Regions from separate parts of the Sus scrofa genome. Here region 1 is linked to region 2. A link is a contact called in public HiChIP or PLAC-seq data. All regions are on one chromosome and are shown on one strand. Each heading gives the region's core, a stretch centred on a gene start, on an enhancer-like site or on the middle of the called end of the contact. The rest is flanking DNA. Distances are from core to core; before and after follow the strand shown. Region 1 holds the start of SCARB2 (scavenger receptor class B member 2). Region 2 overlaps SCARB2 (scavenger receptor class B member 2).

Region 1 (6,216 bases), core at 2,810-5,309, 45 kb after region 2:
TTTCCTCTCTTCTTCTTCTTCTTCTTTTTTTTTAAATATATATACAAGCCAGGACATGGACAATCTTCAAATGAAACAATTAAGAAATGGGAGTATCAGAGTGGCCTATATGACAAGTGTATTAAATTCAAGCTATGGATGAATTTATCCATAGCAGTATTAATGGCAATAGTGATGGCAGCCCTCACTGATCACCTATTATGTGCCTGACACTGTGCTCCATGCTTTACACATATTGTCTCACTCACAACAGCACACAGAGGGGCAGATCCTGGGTTTGTGTGAGGCTTCTACAGTGCGTGGAGGCCCTCCGTAAGAAAAGAAAATTTCGGATCTACAATTAGGTAGAGGGCCTTGGAAGGGCCTGAGTAGGTGAGGGACCCAAAGCTTAAGCTTTGTGAGCTTCATGGTAAATGCACCGCTGTGCCCAAGATGGTTAACATCCTGGCTTCTCCAAGTCATGAAACCGGGGCTCAGAAAGTCACCCAAAGTCAAAAAGCTGGAAATGTCACAGCTAAGATCTGAACACAGGGTATTTGACTTCAAATCTTACATATTTTTTTCCTTTTTTTTTTAGGACCAAACCTGCAGCATAGGAAATTCCCCGGCTTAGGGGTTGAATCCGAGCTGTAGCTGCTGATCTACACCTACACCACTGCTCACTGCAATGTTGGATCCTTAACCCACTAAGCACTGCCAGGGATTGAACCCAAGTCTTCATAGATACTAGTCAGGTTCATTACTGCTAAGCAACAATGGGAACTCCTCAAGTCTCATGTATTGTTTTTTCTTTGCTTACGTGGCTTCTAACAAAAATAAAACCGGTATCATTTCCAAATGATATAACTATAATACTGACCATAACCCATGAAAAGTACACTCATTTTCTCTAATAATTCTTATAATCCCTCTATTTGCGTGGGGTGCTATGATCTCCATTTACAGATAGAAAAACCTAGAATCCAGAAAGGCTAGGCACCAGCCCAAGGTTACCCAGATAGTAGCTGGTAGAGTCAGGATTCATGTCCACAGATTGGCCGGCAAAGTCCTTCCTCTTTCCCACGCCTCTCATGCTACCACCCTACAGGTGATCCAGAAAAGCAGGATGGTGATGATATAGCAATGAATGACCTCTGGCCCCACAAGAGCCCCTCGCCTGTCCACTGAAATTCTCCCTGGCACACTCCGTCTTGTGCAGGGTTGCTTAACAGGGTCAAGGAATGCGGCAAGTCCACTTCCCCTGTACTTTGGTTTATTAGTCAGATCAGAGTCCATGCCTCAGGGAGAAAAGCACCAAAAATCAACGCGCACTCAAGCCCCACCCAAGCTGCCTAATAGCGCCTCCCCCCTCCCTGCCCCCACCCGTGAACACAGCCACAGAGTGGCTGAGGGCTGGTAATGAGTACCCAGGGCACTGGGGCGATCAACTGTCCTGCCGGGCTCCCTTGAAACAGCCTTTCAAAGCCACGCAAGAAAATTCAATGGACTATAATTGGATTGCTCAACTCTAGTCACCCAGGAGAGAGGTTACATCCTTGAACAATCTTGCCATGGCTTTGCAGGGGCCCGGGAGTGGAGAAATTTGGTTTAGCTTTTTCTCCGAACACAGGTGCTCAGGGAAAACAATGGCCTTTAAGAAGCTTTGTCTCCCCTTGGCAATGTGAACTTAAAATAAATAAATAAATAAACTATGCTTTGCAATGGCATTTTTTTTTTTTTTTTGGTCTTTTTGCCACTTCTTGGACTGCTCCCACGGCATATGGAGGTTCCCAGGCTAGGGGTCCAATCGGAGCTGTAGCCACCAGCCCATGCCAGAGCCACAGCAATGCGGGATCCAAGCCGCATCTTTGACCTACACCACAGCTCACGGCAATGCCAGATCCTCAACCCACTGAGCAAGGCCAGGGATCGAACCCGTAACCTCATGGCTCCTAGTCGGATTCGTTAACCACTGAGCCACAACAGGAACTCCTGCAATGGCATCTTTTAAAAATTGCCTTTAACTATCAGATTTCAAGTAATTGATGGCTTTTTTTTATTTTATTTTATTTTTTCTTTTTAGGGCCACACCTGTGGCATATGGAGGTTCCCAGGCTGGGAGTCCAATCTGAGCTACAGCTGCCTGCCTATACCACAGCCACAGCAACTTGGGATCCAAGTTGAGCCTCTGACCTACACCACAAGCTGGCAGTAATGGCAGATCCTCAACCCGCTGGGCAAGGCCAGGGATGGAACCCAAGTCCCCATGGATACTAGTCCGGGGTTCATTAACCACTGAGCCACAATGGGAACTCCTAACTGATGGGTTCTAGAAGCCTCTAGTAGGAGTTCCCGGTGTGGCTCAGTGGTTAACGAATCCGACTAGGAACCATGAGATTGCAGGTTCGATCCCTGGCCTTGCTCAGTGGGTTAAGGATCTGGTGCTGCCGTGAGCTGTGGTGTAGGTCGCAGACGTGGCTTGGATCTGGAGTTGCTGTGGCCTAGGTTGGCAGGTACATCTCTGATTAGACCCCTAGCCTGGGAACCTCCATATGCCCAGGGATTGGCCCTAGAAAAAAGCAAAAAGAAAAAAAGAAACCTGTATTAAAGAAATATGCCTGTTGCCACCTAGAATGAAACAATCTTGCTAACTGGGAATGCAGTGATCAAATCCGGAGGTAGCCTGGGCTTTTTTATCCGGCCAGGAGCAAGAGTTAACCAGCAGGAGAAACGAGGCATGAAGTTATGGGTGCTAAGGAGAAAGGCTGCTCCAATCTTTTTCTTTCTTTCCCTTTTGTTTTAGGAAAAAGTGTCTCAGTAACTCTCTTTTTCATCTTTCCACACAGATTGGTGGATGTGGGTGACAGGGCAGAAGAAATGACTCCTGGGGAAGCCATAGGATGGAGAAATCTGAAATGACGAGCTCTCCAGCCCACCTACCTAGGTGGACGGGACTGGCTCAGATTCTGTTATGAATCGAAATGCATCTTTGCCTGAGGTTTACCGCTGTTGAAGAGGAAGAACCATGAGTGAGACAAAGCAACGGAGGATGTTGGTTCTGACCGAACCGGCTAAGTCTGTGGGTGAGCACTGAAATGTCACCCACCCCAGAGGCCTGGCCTGGCTACCCAATGCGAGGCCCAGCCCAGGAAGGCAAGAACACAATAGACCACACACCCGCTTTTCCTCCTCAGCCCCACACCACTTCAGAGGCCTCAGCAAGCAGCCAAAAACCTGTTCCAGCTGTGGTGTCTTTCATTTAGTTTTATTTCTTCATGAAGTCGGAGGGAAACGAGCTTGGGCCCAACAGTGATGGGGCAAAGGGAGGGCCTGGGGTGGGGGTGGGGGAATGCAAATGGTGGAATATAAGGGCTAGCCTTTTAAAAAGTCGAGATCCAGAGTCTTATTATTCTAAAAGGAACACGGTCAGTGCCATTCCTCGCCATCCTTCTTTAACCCTTTCCAGCCCACCCCGAGAAGGCGAGGGCGAAAAAAGGGCTCTGGTCCAGAGGGTTTGCCCGGGCACAGATCCTCCCTGGACAAGGTTCAGCAGTGGGGAGTGGGGTGGAAGTGTGCCCCCAGCACTCAAGCGCCTTCTCTCTCTCTCTCTCTCACACACACACACACACACACACACGCCTCACCTTCTCGATCGCCTGGTCCACGGCCTTCTGGAAGACTCTGGCCACCAGCAGCGTGACGCTGGTCACCAGCAGGAGCAGGGACAGCGTCCCCACCGCGTAGAAGCAGCACCTGCCCATCCTGCGCACCGCTCACCGGCCGGGGGGCGGGTGGCGGGAGGGGAAAGGAGGGAGGAGCACCGCCGCCGCCCCCGCAGCCGCAGTAAGCAGCCGGAAGACCCGGGACCCTCGGGCGGGTGCTCGCCGCTCCCCGCTCCGCGGCTGGACGATCGCGGCCTCGATGCACCCGGCCTGCCGGCGCGGAGTGGAAGGGTCGCTTTGGTTTCGCTTTCCCCCGCCCCGGCAGCGGCGGTGGGGAGGGAGCGCGCAGGGTGGGGACGCTGGCCGGCCCGGCTCGCCGCAGCCCCGGGAGGAGACAGCGGGCAGCTGCGCCGGGAAGCGGGCGGGGCGGGGCGGGGGCTGAGCCCGCAGTCATGTGCCCCGCGGCAGCAGCTGCGATTCGGCCGGATCGACCCCGGCCGGTCCCCGCAGCGCCAGCCGCGCCCCCGCCCCCTCGCCGCAGGCCCCCGCGGTCACCCGGGAAAACCGCGTATCCTCCCGGGCTGTCCCCGCTCCTCGGTCCGGAGCTGCGGGCCTACAAAGGGCCGCGCCGGCAGATTCAGCCTGGATAGGACACTGCCGCTGCTCTAGACGAGCTCACAAGTTAACGGAGACACTGTTACAGCAGCAAAAGCGCAGTGTAACAAGTGCTTTTATGGGGTGCCTGCTGAGATCTGTGCCCGCAAGCATCTCTGCCTGGGTGACCAAGGACCCCACAACAGAACTGGGACTTGGGGGATGGGTAAGGGTTTGTCACGTGAGGGGTGTGTGCGAGGAGGGAGGCAGCATTTGGAGAAGAAACAGCTGTACGACCTTGGGGGTGAGAGAGCAAGATGGTCAGAGAAAAGAAGGAACTTCCTTTGCCCGCAGGCTCAGGTGTGCAGGTTGGGGTGGGAGGTGTGGAGGCCCCCTTGGGGTCAGACTTGGAAGCGCTCCCGTGTCCCGTAGAAGAATTGCGGCTTTATCTTACCGCAGGGAGGGGATCCGCAAGAAGCCTAAGCAGGAGGCCCGGAGGTTCTCACCTGCCTGGTTCACCGATACTACGTCCCAGGCACCGAGACTAAAAGTCCGCGCGCAGCGGGGACTCCATAAACATTAGTTGAGGGAACCCAACTATATGGCAACTATATGGCAACTATATGGCAGTCCTTGGCTAGGCGCCAACACATACCTACTTAATACCCGCAGCAGCCTTGGGGCTGTTGATCCCAGCAGCGTTAGAGAGGAGCAGGGGTGACAGGAGCACCGTTTGAAGGACACGCAGGTGTGGCTTCTGTGCAGGAGCGCGGCAAGGAAGGAAGGAAGGCTGGACAGGACGAAGTACCCAGCGCAGCTCTAAGAAAGTTCAGCAAGGCCTATGGGGGTGGTGTGGGGTGGGGGGGTGTCCTCAAGCCAAAATGGCCTGGTCCAGGAATCCAGCACCCTCCAGGAGCAGCTTCTTAGTCATGACTGGGAGCAGCCCCAGGAAACTGGCCTCTGTCCCAAGCTGGGATGAGCAACAGCAGATAGATTTTAGGGCTCAGCGGCTGTGACAGGGCTCCGGGTCAGGGCTGCTCAGCACTGCAAGGCCTGAAAAGTACATTTTCTTGGTCCCCATGGTAGTAGTATTTCCAGTTTGTACATAAGGAAGCCATGGCTCTGAGAGGTAAGTCATCTAACAAGCTCAACCAGTTGCTGAGTGGTGGATCCTGCTTAGGCCAGAATGCAGGCCTGGTAGCTCCCTCGGTTTTTCTACCCTGTGTGTTGCTGCCTCCCAGCTGCTATCAGTGAGAACCTGGGAACAGTGGGTTCAGCTGGGAGCCTCTGCTGAGGACTAGGTGAGATGCCCTATACCTTCAAAATGGGGGCGAATGGGAGTTCCTGCTGTGTGTGAGTTAAGAATCCAACTGCAGTGGCTTGGGTGGCTGTGGAGGCCCGAGTTCAGTCCCTGGCTGGAGCAGTGGGTTCAAGGATCTGGTATTGCAACTGTGACTCGGATTCAATCCCTGGCTGGGGAACATCCATATGCCACCAGTGAGGCCATTAAAAAAGGGGGTGGGTGGCAGATACGTTGACACTCCTACTATTGACAGGTGGGGTCTATACTGTTTCCCTTGAACTTGCCTTGATTTAGTGATTCCACCATATCCTGGAACTCCTGAAGATAGATCATGAATACCTTGCAGCTTCTGCCTGGGCCTCTGGAAATGATCGCCCTGAGCCAACACTAAGCCCAGCTACCCTGAGGAGGCCTCCATGCTAGAGGGAACAGGGGAGAGAATACAGCGAGATGCTCTGCCAGCCCTCTGCTGTCCCTGGCCATTTGAGTCATGGGCCCCAGACACGCTGGGGCAGGGCAGTCCCTTCCTGGCCCTGCCTGAAATGCAAAATAAAGGATTGTTGTTGTTTTTATGGCCCTAGTTTCTGGCATGTTACTTGGTTTTAGATAACTGGAGCAGACTATGAGGGCAGGCCTGAGCCTGGGACTTTGATAGTGACAACAGCTGCCCATTCCCGA
Region 2 (6,446 bases), core at 1,867-4,366:
TCTAAGTTCATGAATTGAGGGCCAAGTAAAAACAGAGTAGTGGCTGATAAAACACAAAAAGGGAACATTTAAAAGCTCTACTTGCTATTCAAACACTAACAAACATCTCCCTAGATAATGAAAGGTGAAAAATGCCAAGTGGTGAATAGGGCTAAAACTGCCAGCCCACTGGGCCAGGAGAAAGATCTCTGAGTCCAGCTCCTAAGGTTAATAAGAATTAAAAGTGGTCCATCAAGGGCTTGAAATCAGGGTCTGGGGGCAGGGGTTTTTCTGCTCAGCAGGAGAGGCCAAAGAAAGCAAAGCTGAGTTGCTGGGAGACAGGATGCCGCAGACACAGCCTCACAAACAGAATGTGAATCAAGCTGCCTGTTGATTCTTTGGCGGGAGCCCATAATGTGTACTGGCTAATGGAGGCACCTGCAAAAGTGCTACCTAGGAAGAGGTGAGAGGATGGATAGATGGATAGATGGATGGATGGATGGATGGATAGGTAACAGACAGACTTCCCAACTAAAATAATTCTGCCAATCATCATTTGTTTGTTTGTTTTCTTTTTCAGCTGCGCCCGCAGCATGTGAAGTTCCTGGGCCAGGGATTGAATCCAAGCCACAGCTGCACCCTATGCCACAGCTATGTCATCACCAGACCCTCAACTCTTTGCACCAGGCCCAGGATCAAACTGGTGCCACTGGAGAGATAAAGCTGGATCGTTAACCCACCGCACCACAGCGAGAACTCCCAACATTGCAACATGCTAAGAGACAGGCAACAAAACCAACAGTAAGATGAATTCATCTTAGAAGAAATTAAAATAATTGAACAATCCAGCTAATACTTTACATAAATGTGTTTAGCATCCTCAATGAGACAAGCGAAAGCAAAACATCCTTAGAAAAGAATGGTATGTTATTAAAAATAAAAAGGAAAGAATGAAGTAAGAGTAGAAAGACTGAAAGAATGAAAAATAGAAATCTCGGGGCATAAAAATAGTTTCTGAAAGAAAACCTCAACATAGGGATAAACTCTATTGGCACGTAGTTGGCACAGAGAAATGGCTAAATGAAAGATCGTTCTAAGGAATTTATGCAAATATAAACTCAGAAAGGTTAAAAATTAAAGGATCAAGCTATACAGAATATATCAAGGGGCTCCAATGAACAATTAATAGGAGTTTGGGGAAGGGTAGTGAGAACAGAGTGAATAACAGAGAAGCAATAATTTAAGAGGCAATTGCTGAAAGTTTTCCAAACCTTAAGAAAGATATGAGGCCTTAGATTAAAAGTATGCCCCAAGGGCCAAATGCAGTAAATAAAATAAATTCAAACCTGGATATGTTGTAGTAAAACTGCAAAAGGTCAAGGAAAAAGATATCAAAAGCCAATGGAGGGAGTTCCCGTTGTGGCTCAATGGAAATGAATCTAACTGGCATCCATGAGGATGCAGGTTCAATCCCTTGCCTCGCTCTGTGGGTTAAGGATCTGGCATTGCTGGGCTGTGATGTAGACCACCAGCCACAGCTCTGATTCAACCCCTAGCCTGAGAACCTCCATATGCTGCAGGTGTGGACCTAAAAAGACAAAAAAAAAAAAAAAAAAAAAAAGCCAATGGAGTAATAGCTTCTTAATTTCTAAATGTCAACCTAGAACTCTACACCCAATGAAAATCATTGAAAATTAAGAGTGAAATAAAGATCTTTTAAATATGCAATGTCTAAGAAAGTATAACACCCACAGATCCTTACGGAAAGAACTACTAAGGAGGCAGGAGGCAGATGGGTCCCTGGGCTGGGAAGAGCTGGGACTCCTTAGGCCAAGGAAACTGGGCCTTGTTTCTCTTTGACACCTCAAGGAAAGAGGTGAAGGAGCCAAGCTCAGCCGGAGTGGAGAGATAAGATTGTTAGAAGAAGGAGAAGGCAGAGGCTGGAGCAATGAGATTGCCAGGGAAGTCTGCTGACCAACACAGTGGTCTCAAGCCCTGAGCAGGCGAGACTTCCCCGCTGCAGGGGAGTGCTTGATTTTTTATAGACAGGGGCGTTTGGCTGAGCCTTGTAGTCTGTGGCCTTGGGGCTTATCTTTGTCTTTGGGAACTTATCCGTTACATGGGCCTGCTTGATAAGAGGGAGTCTGTGTCCTTTTAGGCCTTGTTTCATGTTCCATCTAGAAAGATGACCATTCAATCACTCCTGGGGTCAAGGAGAGCTCCCCAATTACACATGTGCAGTAAGACTCTCGGGGTCAGAAAGGGAGGGGGCGCCAGGCCATATAAGTCCTGATACCTCCTGGCACCCTTTGCCCTGGAATCCATCTTTGTCAAAAGATGCGCACGCATGTTGGGGAGGGTCCTGTGTCCAGTCAGGTGTGAGAATTAAAACAGGACAATTGGCTAAAGGTAAACAAAGACCCAGAAGAACTGTCCTATATAAGTGATTTAAATCAGCTCTGGCTTGCTCCTCACTGAGGGGGACTCTGACTCCGACACCCACACTCCTCTTTAGGGCGTGCATTACAGCTTTGCTTCTGACTTAAATAAACAGGATTCCTCTGTGTGCTCTCCCACATGGTGTACTGTGACTCTTTTTTTTTTTTTTTTTTTTGGTCTTTTTTTGCTATTTCTTGGGCCGCTCCCGCAGCATATGGAGGTTCCCAGGCTAGGGGCTGAATCTGGAGCTGCAGCCACCGGCCTACACCAGAGCCACAGCAACGCAAGATCCAAGCCGCGTCTGCAACCTACACCACAGCTCACGGCAACGCCGGATTGTTAACCCACTGAGCAAGGGCAGGGACGGAACCCGCAACCTCATGGTTCCTAGTCGGATTCGTTAACCACTGCGCCACGACGGGAACTCCAGTACTGTGACTCATAACAAGAAACTTCCTCCTGTTTCTATAGCCTTTGCCTCCTTGAAACATTCTTGCTTTGAACAGGGGGCAAGAATCAGGGCAATTCTACTCTCAGCCTTGAGCTAATCTAGTGGTTAGGGCTCCTGGGTCTCATCCAGGCTGCCCAGGTTCAATTCCTGAGCAGACAATTAAGATCTCACTCCAAGCTGTCACTCACTGCTGTCTCTCTGAGATCACTAATAGAGGGTTTCTCAACCTACTAACATTTCGAGCCTGATAACTCTGTGGGCGGTCTGTCCTTTACACTGCAGGGTGTTCAGAGGCATCCCAGGTCTCCACCCAGGAGATGCCAGTGGCTAGCTCCAGTTATGACAACCAAAAATGTATCTGGACATCACCACTATCCTCTGGGGGCAAAACTGCCTCTTGTTGAGAACCGCTGTATTAATGATCTTCAGCAAGAAGAAACTAACCCCAGGGGGAAGATATGAGAAGGAAAAAAACCTAATAAAATATGTTGGGGAGTTCCCGTTGTGATTCAGCAGGTTAAGAATTCGACTAGTATCCATAAGGATGAGGGTTTGATTCCTGGCCCCACTCAGTGGGCTACAATCTGACATTGCCATGAGCTCGGTGTAGGCTGAAAATGTGGCTCGGATCTGGCATTGCTGTGGCCAGCTGCTGCAGCTCTGATTTGACCCCTAGCCTAGGAACTTCCATATGCCGCAGGTGCAATCCTAATAAGAAAAAAAACCTTAGTACATTTAATTATTTACTATAAAATAATGAACTTTTACTTATATTTGGCTTCATAAGAAGGTGAAACAAGTTGTAGACAAGAATAACACAAAAGCGGGGTGTGTGTGTATGTTTGTGTGTCTATGTGTGTTCAGAAATAGGCCAAGTTTGGAGCTCCCATCACGGCTCAGTGATAAGGAACCCAACTAGTATCCATGGGGGGTGTGATCCCTAGGTTTGTTCAGTGGGTTAAAGATCTGGTGTTGCTGTGAGCTGTGGTGTAGGTCACAGATACGACTCGGATCCAGCACCCCTCTGGCTGTGGCGTAGGCTGGCAACTGCAGCTCCAGTTGGACCCCTAGCCTAGGAATGTCCATATGCCACAGGTGCAGCCCTAAAAAGCAAAAAAAAAAAAGAAAGAAAGAAAGAGAAGAAACAGGCAAAGTTAATGGAAAAAGAGAAAATACACAGCTTTAGTTTTGTTAGGAAAATATATATTGTTAATCTAAGGACAGAATAGACATAAATGAGCTAAGGGTGAAAAAGAATGTCAAAGATGAGTCTACTTATATCAAATAATATATCATTATGTTATAAATGTATCAGTATTACAATATGCATATAAAAGGATTAACCCCCTTAAAAGACTAGGAAGTAACAGATTGGGTTTAAACCAAAATCCAGCCATATCCTGTGTACAAGTAAATATCCCTCCTAAGCCAGTGCCCAGTCATCTGATTCCCCTCCAAAGGCAACATTGTTGCCAGTGTTATGCTTTCAGGGTTCTTCTTTTCTAGGCAGAGTGTGTGTGTGTGTTTGTGTGTGTGTGTGTACACAAATGTATATGTATGAGTGTTTTTAAAAATCTAAATAAACTTTTAATTTAAAAGCAGTTGTAGCTTTACGGAAAAGTAGTGAAGCTAATATTCCACACCAGTTTTTTTCGGCCTGTATTTCTGGGAAGCTTCAAGTTAACTGAATGTTCATGAACAGGATTTCTCTTACCATAATCCCTGAAGAATTAGCCCTCTTTTCTCTCAAAGAAGTCTCAAAGACGTCTAATTTCTATGACTTACAAAAAAATCTTTTTGCTTTATGTGTGGCTTTATTGCAAGCAGCTTCAGTTCCTTCTTGGAGGTAGTTTGTTCGTAAATTATACATACTAAAATATTTTGAAATGCTGTCATACGAACTGAAAGGTTTTTCAATTTAAAAGAAAAACGCACAAAGCACAATCACTAAATTAAATTAAGAGAGCTTCTTTCCTTCCCTCAAAACAAGCAGGAGTTCCCATTGTGGTTCAGCGGTTAATGAAACGGACTAGCATCCATGAGGATGCAGGTTCAATCCCTGGCCTTGATCAGTGGGTTAAGGATCCGGTGTTGCCATGAACTGTGGTGTAGGTCACAGATGCGGCTTGGAACTTGCGTTGCTGTGGCTGTGGCACAGACCAGCAGCTACAGCTCCGATTCAACTCCTGGCCTGGGAACCTCCATATGCAGTGGGTGTGGCCCTAAAAAAAAAAAAAAAAAAGCAGTGATTTGAAATGTATCTGTGCTGCAGCTATGCATCATTCAGAGACTAAGACCGAGAGTGAAAACTTCCCTGGCTTTGTGATTCTTGCCTTGTCACAAGACACTTACAAATGATGAATATTTAATTTGTGAAGTACCCTACCCCCAATTTTGAATTAGAAAATAATAATTGTACACAGTCATACTATATTATTTATATTGTAGGCTATTTTACATAATTATAGATTTTAAAATGTATAGATAGGTATTTTTTCATCCAAAAAATGATACTGCTAAATTTTTTTTAAAATAAAGCAGAAGTGGACATTCGGTTTAAATGAAAATTGAAAAAAATTAATTACACCAATAAATCATTACACTTACGTTTTTCCATTCCATTCCACAATTTTGGAAAAGTTAAGGTAATTGTCTTCTCCAGTTAGAAAGACGTAGTCTCCATCGTTAGTGCCATTTTTCTGAAAATGAGTGAATATGGTCAACTAAAGTAACTGTGATGGTTCATTTTATGTGTCAGCTTGGCTAGGCTATGGTACCCAGTCCTTTTGTCAAACAATACTCTAGAGGCTGCTATATTTTCTAGAGTTCCCTTAAGTAAATGAGATCACTGTTGAAAATATGGGTGGGCTCGTCCAACCAGCTGAAGGCTTTAAAAGCAAACAGGTTTCCTAGAGAAAAAGGGATTCTCTTTAAGACAGCAATGTAGAAATCCTACTTGAGTTTCCAGCCTGCCAGATCATCTGTCCTATGGATTTCAGACCGGCCACTGAAATTCTGGATTTCAGTTATTGCCAGCCCCCACAAAAGCATAGGCCAATTCCTTAATATAAATCTCTCAGTAGATACAGATACACAGATCTCCATCAACTCCGTTTTCCTAGAGAACCCTAACTGATACAGGAAGCAGCACATTTAATCTTTATGAAACTGTCCTAGTTGGGCCCTAATTGCTACATGAGACTGAACCAGAACTAGGGAATAGAGTGACTATTTTGCTAAATCCCATACTAACCACATTATTACTTTATGGTTTTAAAAAGTATGAGCCCAATTAAATAACACACAAAGGATTTAAAGAAATCCTTTCTTTCCCCAAAGAAAATATCCAAATAGCCAATAAGCAATAAGTACGTGAAAAGATGCTCAGCCTTATTAGTCATTAGGAAAATGCAAATCAAAATCACAATGAGATACAACTTTCCAACCATGAGGATAGCAATTAAAAGAAAAGGAAAAAAACAGATGTTGGTGAAGATGTGGAGAAACTAGAGCCTTCCCATATCGCTGGTGGGAAGTGAGATGTTGCAACTGCTGTGGGAAAGAGTTTGGCTGGTTT

Evidence for each region. HiChIP or PLAC-seq counts read pairs in DNA pulled down with a chosen protein or histone mark.
Region 1: a contact with region 2 is called in an H3K27ac HiChIP or PLAC-seq map of alveolar macrophages. The contact joins the promoter of SCARB2 here to the enhancer-like site in region 2. A contact is called at or near these places in 1 of 5 promoter capture datasets (liver), 7 of 47 Hi-C or Micro-C datasets (alveolar macrophages, fetal heart ventricle, heart right ventricle and 2 more) and 1 of 2 datasets of contacts at active chromatin or transcription factors (alveolar macrophages).

What each region holds. Positions count from the first base shown.
Region 1 is chr8:71,906,402-71,912,617 of Sscrofa11.1, forward strand. It overlaps SCARB2 (scavenger receptor class B member 2), which reads right to left and starts at 4,060. Exons shown (of 12, transcript NM_001244155.1): 1 at 3,624-4,060. The coding sequence starts at 3,740.
Region 2 is chr8:71,862,410-71,868,855 of Sscrofa11.1, forward strand. SCARB2 (scavenger receptor class B member 2) reads right to left here. Exons shown (of 12, transcript NM_001244155.1): 5 at 5,477-5,568. Among named protein-coding and RNA genes, the nearest start is that of NUP54, 32 kb to the left of the region's middle. Within about 2 kb of position 3,117, at least 5 of the 83 cell types and tissues checked have an H3K27ac peak or open chromatin away from gene starts, as enhancers often do. A contact at or near this core is called in alveolar macrophages, where this site is marked.